Linked DNA regions of Sus scrofa: all the other regions are linked to region 1. The links are chromatin contacts, called in public HiChIP or PLAC-seq maps. All regions are on one chromosome and are shown on one strand. Each heading gives the region's core, a stretch centred on a gene start, on an enhancer-like site or on the middle of the called end of the contact. The rest is flanking DNA. Distances are from core to core; before and after follow the strand shown.

Region 1 (2,607 bases), core at 48-2,547:
CGCGGCATATGGAGGTTCCCAGGCTAGGGGTCAAATCGGAGCTGTAGCCTCCGGCCTACACCAGAGCCACAGCAACGCGGGATCCGAGCCGCGTCTGCAACCTACACCACAGCTCATGGCAACGCCGGATCGTTAACCCACTGAGCAAGGGCAGGGACCGAACCCGCAACCTCATGGTTCCTAGTCGGATTCGTTAACCACTGCGCCACGACGGGAACTCCATGTACCCAAGTTCTGGCTGAGTAGCCTGAGAACCTTCCAGGCTCAATGTGGGGAAGCCGAGTTGGAGACCGGAAATGGAGGCGGGGCTTCAGTTCACACACCTGTGGCCCACACCTGCCTGCTCAGGTGACTGGTCCGGGGCCCCAAGTTACTTCACCTTTGTTGAACACCTCAGCCTCTGAAGGCTGCTTATACCAGAGCCAGGTTTAGAAACTGACAACCTCCTGCCCCAGCACCACCACACTGGCCTTTATAACAATGATTAAAGTAGGGGCGTGAGGCCAGGTCAAAATAATGAGGATTCGCTATGAGGAGGTGTGATTAAAGCTTATAATTATAAGGCGGGCACATCAGGTGGTATGAGCCTACTTGCCAATTGCCAGAGTATCAGAAAGAGGAGGCACCCCTGGAAAAACGGAAGAGACTTTCTTAGGAGGAGCAAAGGGAAACGCCACGTACATGAGGTGAGGGATGAGCAAAAGCAAGACATCTGTGAAACCACAGTCCCCGAGCCTTATAACCACGGTCCACAACTGGTTTCAATGAGTTCAAATACGTGCATGGAATCCTGACAATCCCCTGGTATCTCTGAGGGACTCCCGGGCCAGGAGTAATAAGTTATTGAGGTGTTAAACTTTGGGGCTTCTGTTTTCCCCCTGGGACCCTTGCTGCTCTTTGGTCTTTACTCTTTATAGTGGAGTAACCAGACAGTGAAGTAAACAGACAAGAGGAGCATGTGAAGAAAACACAGCATTTCCTCTCAGATGCCAGGTAGCCAAATCCAAAGGTATTAAAGGAAGGGGGTGTGTGTGAAGAGACTGGTCCTTTCCTAGGAATATGACTTAGGCAAGCTGCTTAATTTCTCTAAGCCTCTGCTTTTCCTCGGTCCAAAACGACCACCCCCTTTAGGAAGATTTCGCAATCCTGTCAGAGCGGCGGGGCGGAGCTGCAGGAAGGTGGGTAAACAGCTTCCTCGCAGCACGTTGCGGGGGCGGGCCGAGGGACACGCCCTCTCCGCCCATCACCCCCGTACTCCCATTGGTCCTCTTCGGAAGGGGCAGGATCGGTTTGCCCCGCGATGGGCGGGGCCCGGGCGCGCACGCCTAGTCTTGGGACCCGGTAGGCCCCGGACGCGGAACTTTTGCTGGAGTCGCGGACATGGATGGTCGTGCCCGCGGGTCTGCGCGCGCCGTGCTCGCCTTCCTGCTGGCTCCCGCGCTGGTGGCCTTGTTGGTGACACCAGCGCGTGGCCGAAGCGGCCAGGGCCACGGGCACTGGGACGCCACCGGGCTGCTGCCGCCGCTCCCGCCCCGCGAGAATGCGGCGCTTGTGGCCCGCTTCGTGACGAACCTCTGCGACTGGGGCGCGCTGGCCACCATCTCCACGCAGGAGGGGGTGCGGGGCAGGCCCTTTGCCGACGTCTTATCTCTCAGCGACGGCCCCCCAGGCAAGGGCACCGGCGTCCTGTACTTCTATCTTAGCCCGTTGCAGCAATCAGTAGGCAACTTGCAGGTGAGCGGGAGGGGCCGTGTGGCACCGCGGGCCGAAGCGCGAGCCTTTTGACTGTCGCTTAAATTCTGTTGAGGAAGGAGAGCCGGCCTCGTAGAGATAAGAATTTGAACGTAGGCCAAACCTACCTCTTCTTTCCCGAGCTGGCTAGGCGAGCATTGCAGCTTTTCTATTGCTGGGCAGCTAAATATCAGGAATTTCACACACGCCCTCGCCACTGCGCAATGCACTTCTAGTGAATTCTCTACCAGCACCTGGAGGACTTCTCACCTGGGGTCGTTTTGGGTTACGGTGTCTCACTGAACTCTTATTAAAAGTTTTACAGGGTGTGGAGACTTTTGGGTAGTTTAGCACTTAGTATAACTGGCTTTGGGATTTCTCTTTCTTATCCCTCCTTTGAATTAAGAATTTTCCCTTCAGCAGCAAGAAGTAAATACAACATTGTGTATGATTATTGCAGTCTTTTTTTTTTTTTTTGGTCTTTTTAGGGGTGCACCCGCGGCATATGGAGGTTCCCAGGCTAGGGGTCTGCAGCTGCCAGTCTACACCACAGCAACACCAGATCCAAGCTGCATCTGTGACCTACACCACAGCTCACTGCAACCCGGATCCTTAACCCATTGAGTGGGGCCAGGGATTGAACCCACGTCTTCATGGATACTGGTTGGGTTGGTTACTGCTGAGCCACAATGAGAACTCCAGAGGTTAACACTGTTGATAATGATAAGATGAAAGAAACCTTATATTTAATATAAGGTTTGATATAACCTTGTTCCAGGCTGACCTTTTCATTCATCTTCCATTCATCGTCTCCTTTAATAACGCTTTGAAGTGGGTATTACCATCCCCATGCTGCAGATGAAGAACTTGAATTTT
Region 2 (2,607 bases), core at 79-2,578, 740 kb after region 1:
GTGTACATGTGCATCCTAGGGCCAAAGCAGATAACCTTGCAGCACCCCAGTTCCCTCATGTGGGAGGGGAGCTGGACTGGATAATTTGGAAGGACTGTGATTCTATGAAAACAAATCTCTCATTGGAAACAAAGGATATTCAACACAATGGAAAACTAAGCAGTGAAAAGGAATGTCCTTTTGTTGCTTATTGAAAATATTTACCATTTGTGTTCAATTATGAAGTCCAATAAGTACTATGAATAATGTACATCACTATAAAGTCTAAATATCTGTTGCATTTACACTTTTATGAGTTTACTCTAAATCTATCACTGTTCTGTTTGGGTATTATTCACGGCTGCCCACCATTCCAATCCCTCCATCCAGGCCAGCTGGAAAGGCAGCACTCTCCTGTGTCAACTACAGTAGGGAACTGCTCACACGGAAACAACTCATCTCACCTCCAGAAAGCTCACCTCATATCAGCTCAGTGCCCCAAGATGCCTTTAAATGGTTTCAATGGTTCCCTTCAACCAGCAGCAGGTGACAAAGACTCTCCCCTCCCTCAAACTTTCCTCAGGTTCCCCTGAGCCCTCTCCTCCACTAGGCCTCAATCTTGGCTCCCTTCTCTCTGGTCCTCAGCCTGCCCAGCCCAGTTTCTGCAAAAATCCTGCTAAGTCAGTTGAGAAAGAATCCCCCACACCTGATATCTCCTCTTAGTAATTTTCCATCTACTGAGCCCTCAGCTCTGCTCCTTGGCTATAAATTCCCACCTGTATTTATTATTGAGCCCAATTTCTCTCCCCTACTTGGAAAAATCTTGAAAACTAAACGCATAGTTCAGAATAGTCTTTCCTATCATCTTAACAAGTGTCAGAATACTTTTTCTTTAACATAGGTCAGCAAACATTTAGTTGGTGTCTACAAGGTGTCTGGCATTGAATAGGACATAGGGAATCCAGGGCTACAAGAAACAAACACAGTCATGGCCTACTGGACTTCCAATCTTGATGGCAATAAGCTACATGGCTGAAGGGACTCTTCCCATAACCAATTCTTCTATTCTTCACTGCCTGTGCTTTTTAAAGCCACAGGACTGTTTTCTCAGGAATACAAACACACTGGGCTGGGCTAGGCTATTTTCACTTCCTATGTCTGCCTGGCTCCCAGGCCTGCCCTCACAGCCACATGTGCACCCCACACCTTCTTACTTACCCATCCGCCCTCTGAGCAGATTCGGACCTTCTGCATATCTGTGGGACCATCCTCCAGTTCCCGGCTCCTAATCTCTTCTTCTTGTTCCTCTTCCTTCAGGACGAAATTGAGAGGGTAGGCTGTGGATTCCATTTCTGCAAGAAAAATTCAGTTCAGGAAAATCAGGTGCTAGGGTGACGAGGGCAGCTCAGCAGACATAAGCCTTTCTAGCCCCAAGTACAAGTTCTGCTGGAATGAAGGAAGGGCATGGAGTCAGGCCTGGGGAGGAAGGGCTATAGGGAAAGCACAAGGAAGCCAGAAGGTGACATATTAATTATGACTAAGAAGAAGGATAGCAGGCAGATAGCATACCTGGCTACCTTCAAATATTTAAAAATCTATCTGTGGAAGAGAGGCCAGACCGGTTCTGTAAAGACCCAAAGAGGCCGATGGGTAAACATTCTGGGGAAAGGTTTTTAAAAAGTGCATCAAAAGGCAGAACTTTCTCAGAGCCTGGTTGCTGGCTCAAGACAGGGTGTTGTCTTCCTATCAGTGAAGTCGTCTGAGCGAGTCCAGCACTTGCTCAACAGGGTTGTTCCTGTAAGGGACAGTTCAGCATCAAGGGGTTGGCTGGCTCAGAGTACCCATCGTCTGGATTTTCCAGATTCAAGGGTTCTGCCCAGGAGTCAGGAGAGAAAACAGTCATTCTGCCTTAAGCGATCTTCCAAGGCCAGGGGTCAGTTGACCCTTTGTGGGGAGTAATGCCTGGACACCCAAGAAGGTGCAGAAATCAGCTAGGGCCAGGCTCTGGGGCCCACCCCCACCGGGAAATTGCGTCCGGATCGCAAATTCTTTCTCTTCTGCAAATTCTCTTTGGCCAGGCTCCTAGGCCAGTACAAAGGGCCGCGCTCCTGCCCTCTAGGGGCGCGGGCAATTCCTAGGTATGGAGTGAGGGTGCATCTCGTGGGCCTCATCCTCCCGGGATTCCAAAGAAAAGATTCTTCCGGAGTTCAAAGTCTTCTTCTTGTATATTTCCCAAAAGGTCGGGCGAATGCTGCCTGGATAGGTCTGGGGCGAGCGGAACCGGCTTGAGATCCCAGGAGCTGGGGCCCGAACTTGGCCTCGGCCTCCCCAGCCAGCTCCAGGGAGAAGGGTGGGGATTGGGGACGCCACCCCGCAGCTAAGGTGCGAGCGAGAGGTGCCCGCAGCCGCCGCCCCCCACCCGCCCGGCGCCCCGCCTGCCGCCGCCGCCGCCGCCGCCGCGCCCCCGGGCGCGCTCGGGTTTCTCCAGCCATCTTGTCCCATTTCCCTTTCTCCGCGGCCCCGCGCCGGGAGCGCTCCCGCCGCTCCCCTGCCCGCGCCCGGCCCGGCCCGCCTCCCAGCCCGGCCCGCTCCCGGCCCCAGCGCACCTGCCGAGCGGCGGAGGCCGGC
Region 3 (2,607 bases), core at 70-2,569, 720 kb after region 1:
AGTAGTCACTGGGGAGCCATGGCAAGTGTAAGTGGATAATTACTTTTTAAAAATTCAAAATTCATCTGAGGTTTTACGACACAGGTAGGAAGACTTTACCTGCCTTGTTCATCTTTGTATTTCTAGAATTCAAAAGACAGCCACGCACATAACTGGAGCTCACTGTATCCTTGCTTAATGAATGAAGAAGCTTGAAGGAGACTCTGTGGAGAAATCACACAAGATTTAAAAGTCATTTAGGATTATTTCAAATTTGGGGGACAAAATTTGACAATATCCACCAAGACGCTCATAAATTCCTATTATTTAAACCAGTAATTCTATTTATGGGACTTTGTTCAAGTAATTACCCTAGATGAGGAAAAACTATGCATAAAGTGTATTAAAATATTGTTTTTAATAGAAAAAATGGAAATAATCCATCTAACAATTGGGAAACCGGTTATTGTGTGGTATTTAACATGCTGTTATTAAAATTATGATTATAAAGTCAATGTACTCTCAGAGGAAAATATTTATATTATTATATTAAATAACAAACCAAAAACCCTACCAGGATGCACAACTGAAGATAGAGTATGCTTATAAATTATGGGAGGGGGGGAAATCTCTCTGTTAAAAGAGTTTGGGGGTGGTAACATTTTTTCTTTCTTTTTCCTTTATCGTTCTGTGTATTTTCCCTGTTTTTCATAATGACTTCATTCTCTCAGCAGTGGAGAGCCCACTATGTGCCAGGCATTGCTCTAGGAACTGGGGAACGACAGTGGTGAATAAAACAAATCCTGCCTCAAAGAACTTACACGTTTTAATTGAAGGGAGAAAATTAACAAGATAAGTCACTTAAATGGCATATTAGATGACTAGTTATCGGCAAAAAAGAATAAGGCAAAGAAAGAATAAAGTCAATACTGCATTTGCTTTTTGCCCTGGACGGAGAAGCTATTTAAACCAGGTAAAACGAATTTCTGAGCTTGCCCAGCAGCAGAACTGAGAGAACTGAGACGCGCCAGCCCTGCAGGTGACGCTGCAGCCCCGGCCCGGCCGGCGGGTTTAGGTGGGGCGCGGGAAGCGCGAGGTAGGGCGGGTCACGTGACTCGAGGGGGCGGGAGGAAGAGAACCGCGAAAACACCGAATTTGGATCAGCACTTTCTCTTCAGAAAGGCGGGCGGAGCCGAAAACCAAACAAACGTCCTCTGCGCGCTTGGGGGCGGGGCAGACGGGAGCAGACGGAGCCTCCAGAGCCGAAGCCTTCACGGAGTTGGTTTTTCGGTTGCTGGTGTCTGTGGCTGAGAGGTCCGAGGTCGGGCTGAGTCTTGGGGAGCAATGGCGACCTTTGTGAGCGAGCTGGAGGCGGCCAAGAAGAACTTGAGCGAGGCTCTGGGGGACAACGTGAAACAGTAAGAACTCTCCGGACGCAGTGTCCAAGTCTCCGCGCGGGTGCTCCCCTGGCTTGGGGCTGCCGACCCACCCGGGTGTGGGTCCCCGCGGCCGCGAGGCCTGCGCAGCTCTTGCGTTGCGGTCGGCGGGCCCTCTAGGTTCCTCCGGCCCGGGCCGGGGCGGCGAGCAACCTCTTCTGACCCGTCTGGAGGGGCCGGGGCTCCCTGGGGACCCGGGAGGGCGCCTTCACCCGAGGCTGTGCCCTGGGTGGGGCAGGAAAAGCTCACTCCACGCCTTCACGCTCAAGGGCCTGTTGAGCAGTCGCGGGCCGTGCGCGAGGGTGTGGGAGGCGTGTGGCTCTCCCTTGGCCCGAGTCGGAGTCGGCACCACGCTGGGCGGCCAGCTCCTGGAGGGCTTCCTGGAGGCGGAGGCTTACTGTGCAGGCACTGTCGGTAAAGCGTGAACAACTATTTTGGAAGGCATACAGACCCTCTTGAGAAATAATAGTCACCCAACACTTTTGCAGTTATAGTGACATAGCAGTAGCGGACATTTATTGAGCACCTTTTCAGCGCGGTAATTGCTAATTGTACTATCTCATCTAATCCTCACGGTGGAGATGTTATTCTCATTATTATTCCCATTTGATAGATGAGAAGACTGAGATCTTGAGCGGTTAAGTAATTCTTCAAAAGTCACAGCAGGATTGGGACCCTCGCGTCTGATTTCTGCCTCTGATACCTTACACAGGGTTGCAAAGGACCCCTGAGGTGCCCAGCCAGACTTTCACCCTGGTTCTAGTAGGGGACCGAGTTTACATAATTGGTAATTGGATCAAAGGCTAAAGTGGTCTAGTGTAAAATCAGTAATACAGCAAAGGCCCAGGTCGTAGAAAGAGCCCTCCTGAGAAACAAGGACCAGTTTGGAAATTTTCTAAACGTTGTTATTAAAATTTTATTTTCAAACGTAAAAGAAACAAATTTTATTTTAATTTTTTTCTGTCTTTTTAGGGCCGCACCCCAGCATATGGAAGTTCCTAGCCTAGGGATGGAATCTACGTCTGCCAGCATACACCACAGCCCCAGAAATGCAGGATCTGAGCCGAATCTTTGGCCTGCACCACACTTCAGGGTAATGCCGGATTCTTAACCCACTGAGTGAGGCCAGGGATTGAACCCACATCCTCATGGATATTAGTTGGGTTAAACTATTTGGGTTCCATACTGCTAA

What was found. HiChIP or PLAC-seq counts read pairs in DNA pulled down with a chosen protein or histone mark.
Region 2: a contact with region 1 is called in an H3K27ac HiChIP or PLAC-seq map of alveolar macrophages. The contact joins the promoter of POGK here to the promoter of CREG1 in region 1. A contact is called at or near these places in 8 of 47 Hi-C or Micro-C datasets (alveolar macrophages, fetal skeletal muscle, heart right ventricle and 4 more) and 2 of 2 datasets of contacts at active chromatin or transcription factors (alveolar macrophages and skeletal muscle).
Region 3: an H3K27ac HiChIP or PLAC-seq map of alveolar macrophages shows a contact between it and region 1. The contact joins the promoter of TADA1 here to the promoter of CREG1 in region 1. A contact is called at or near these places in 2 of 5 promoter capture datasets (fetal liver and fetal skeletal muscle), 2 of 47 Hi-C or Micro-C datasets (liver and skeletal muscle) and 1 of 2 datasets of contacts at active chromatin or transcription factors (alveolar macrophages).

Annotation. Positions count from the first base shown.
Region 1 is chr4:83,457,061-83,459,667 of Sscrofa11.1, forward strand. CREG1 (protein CREG1) reads left to right here and starts at 1,298. Exons shown (of 4, transcript XM_001928982.4): 1 at 1,298-1,734. The coding sequence starts at 1,381.
Region 2 is chr4:84,201,847-84,204,453 of Sscrofa11.1, forward strand. It overlaps POGK (pogo transposable element derived with KRAB domain), which reads right to left and starts at 1,329. Exons shown (of 5, transcript NM_001244259.1): 1 at 1,198-1,329. The coding sequence starts at 1,329.
Region 3 is chr4:84,173,347-84,175,953 of Sscrofa11.1, forward strand. It overlaps TADA1 (transcriptional adapter 1), which reads left to right and starts at 1,320. Exons shown (of 8, transcript XM_005663143.3): 1 at 1,320-1,397. LOC106510106 (a long non-coding RNA gene) reads right to left here and starts at 961. Exons shown (of 3, transcript XR_002343364.1): 1 at 801-961; 2 at 100-203.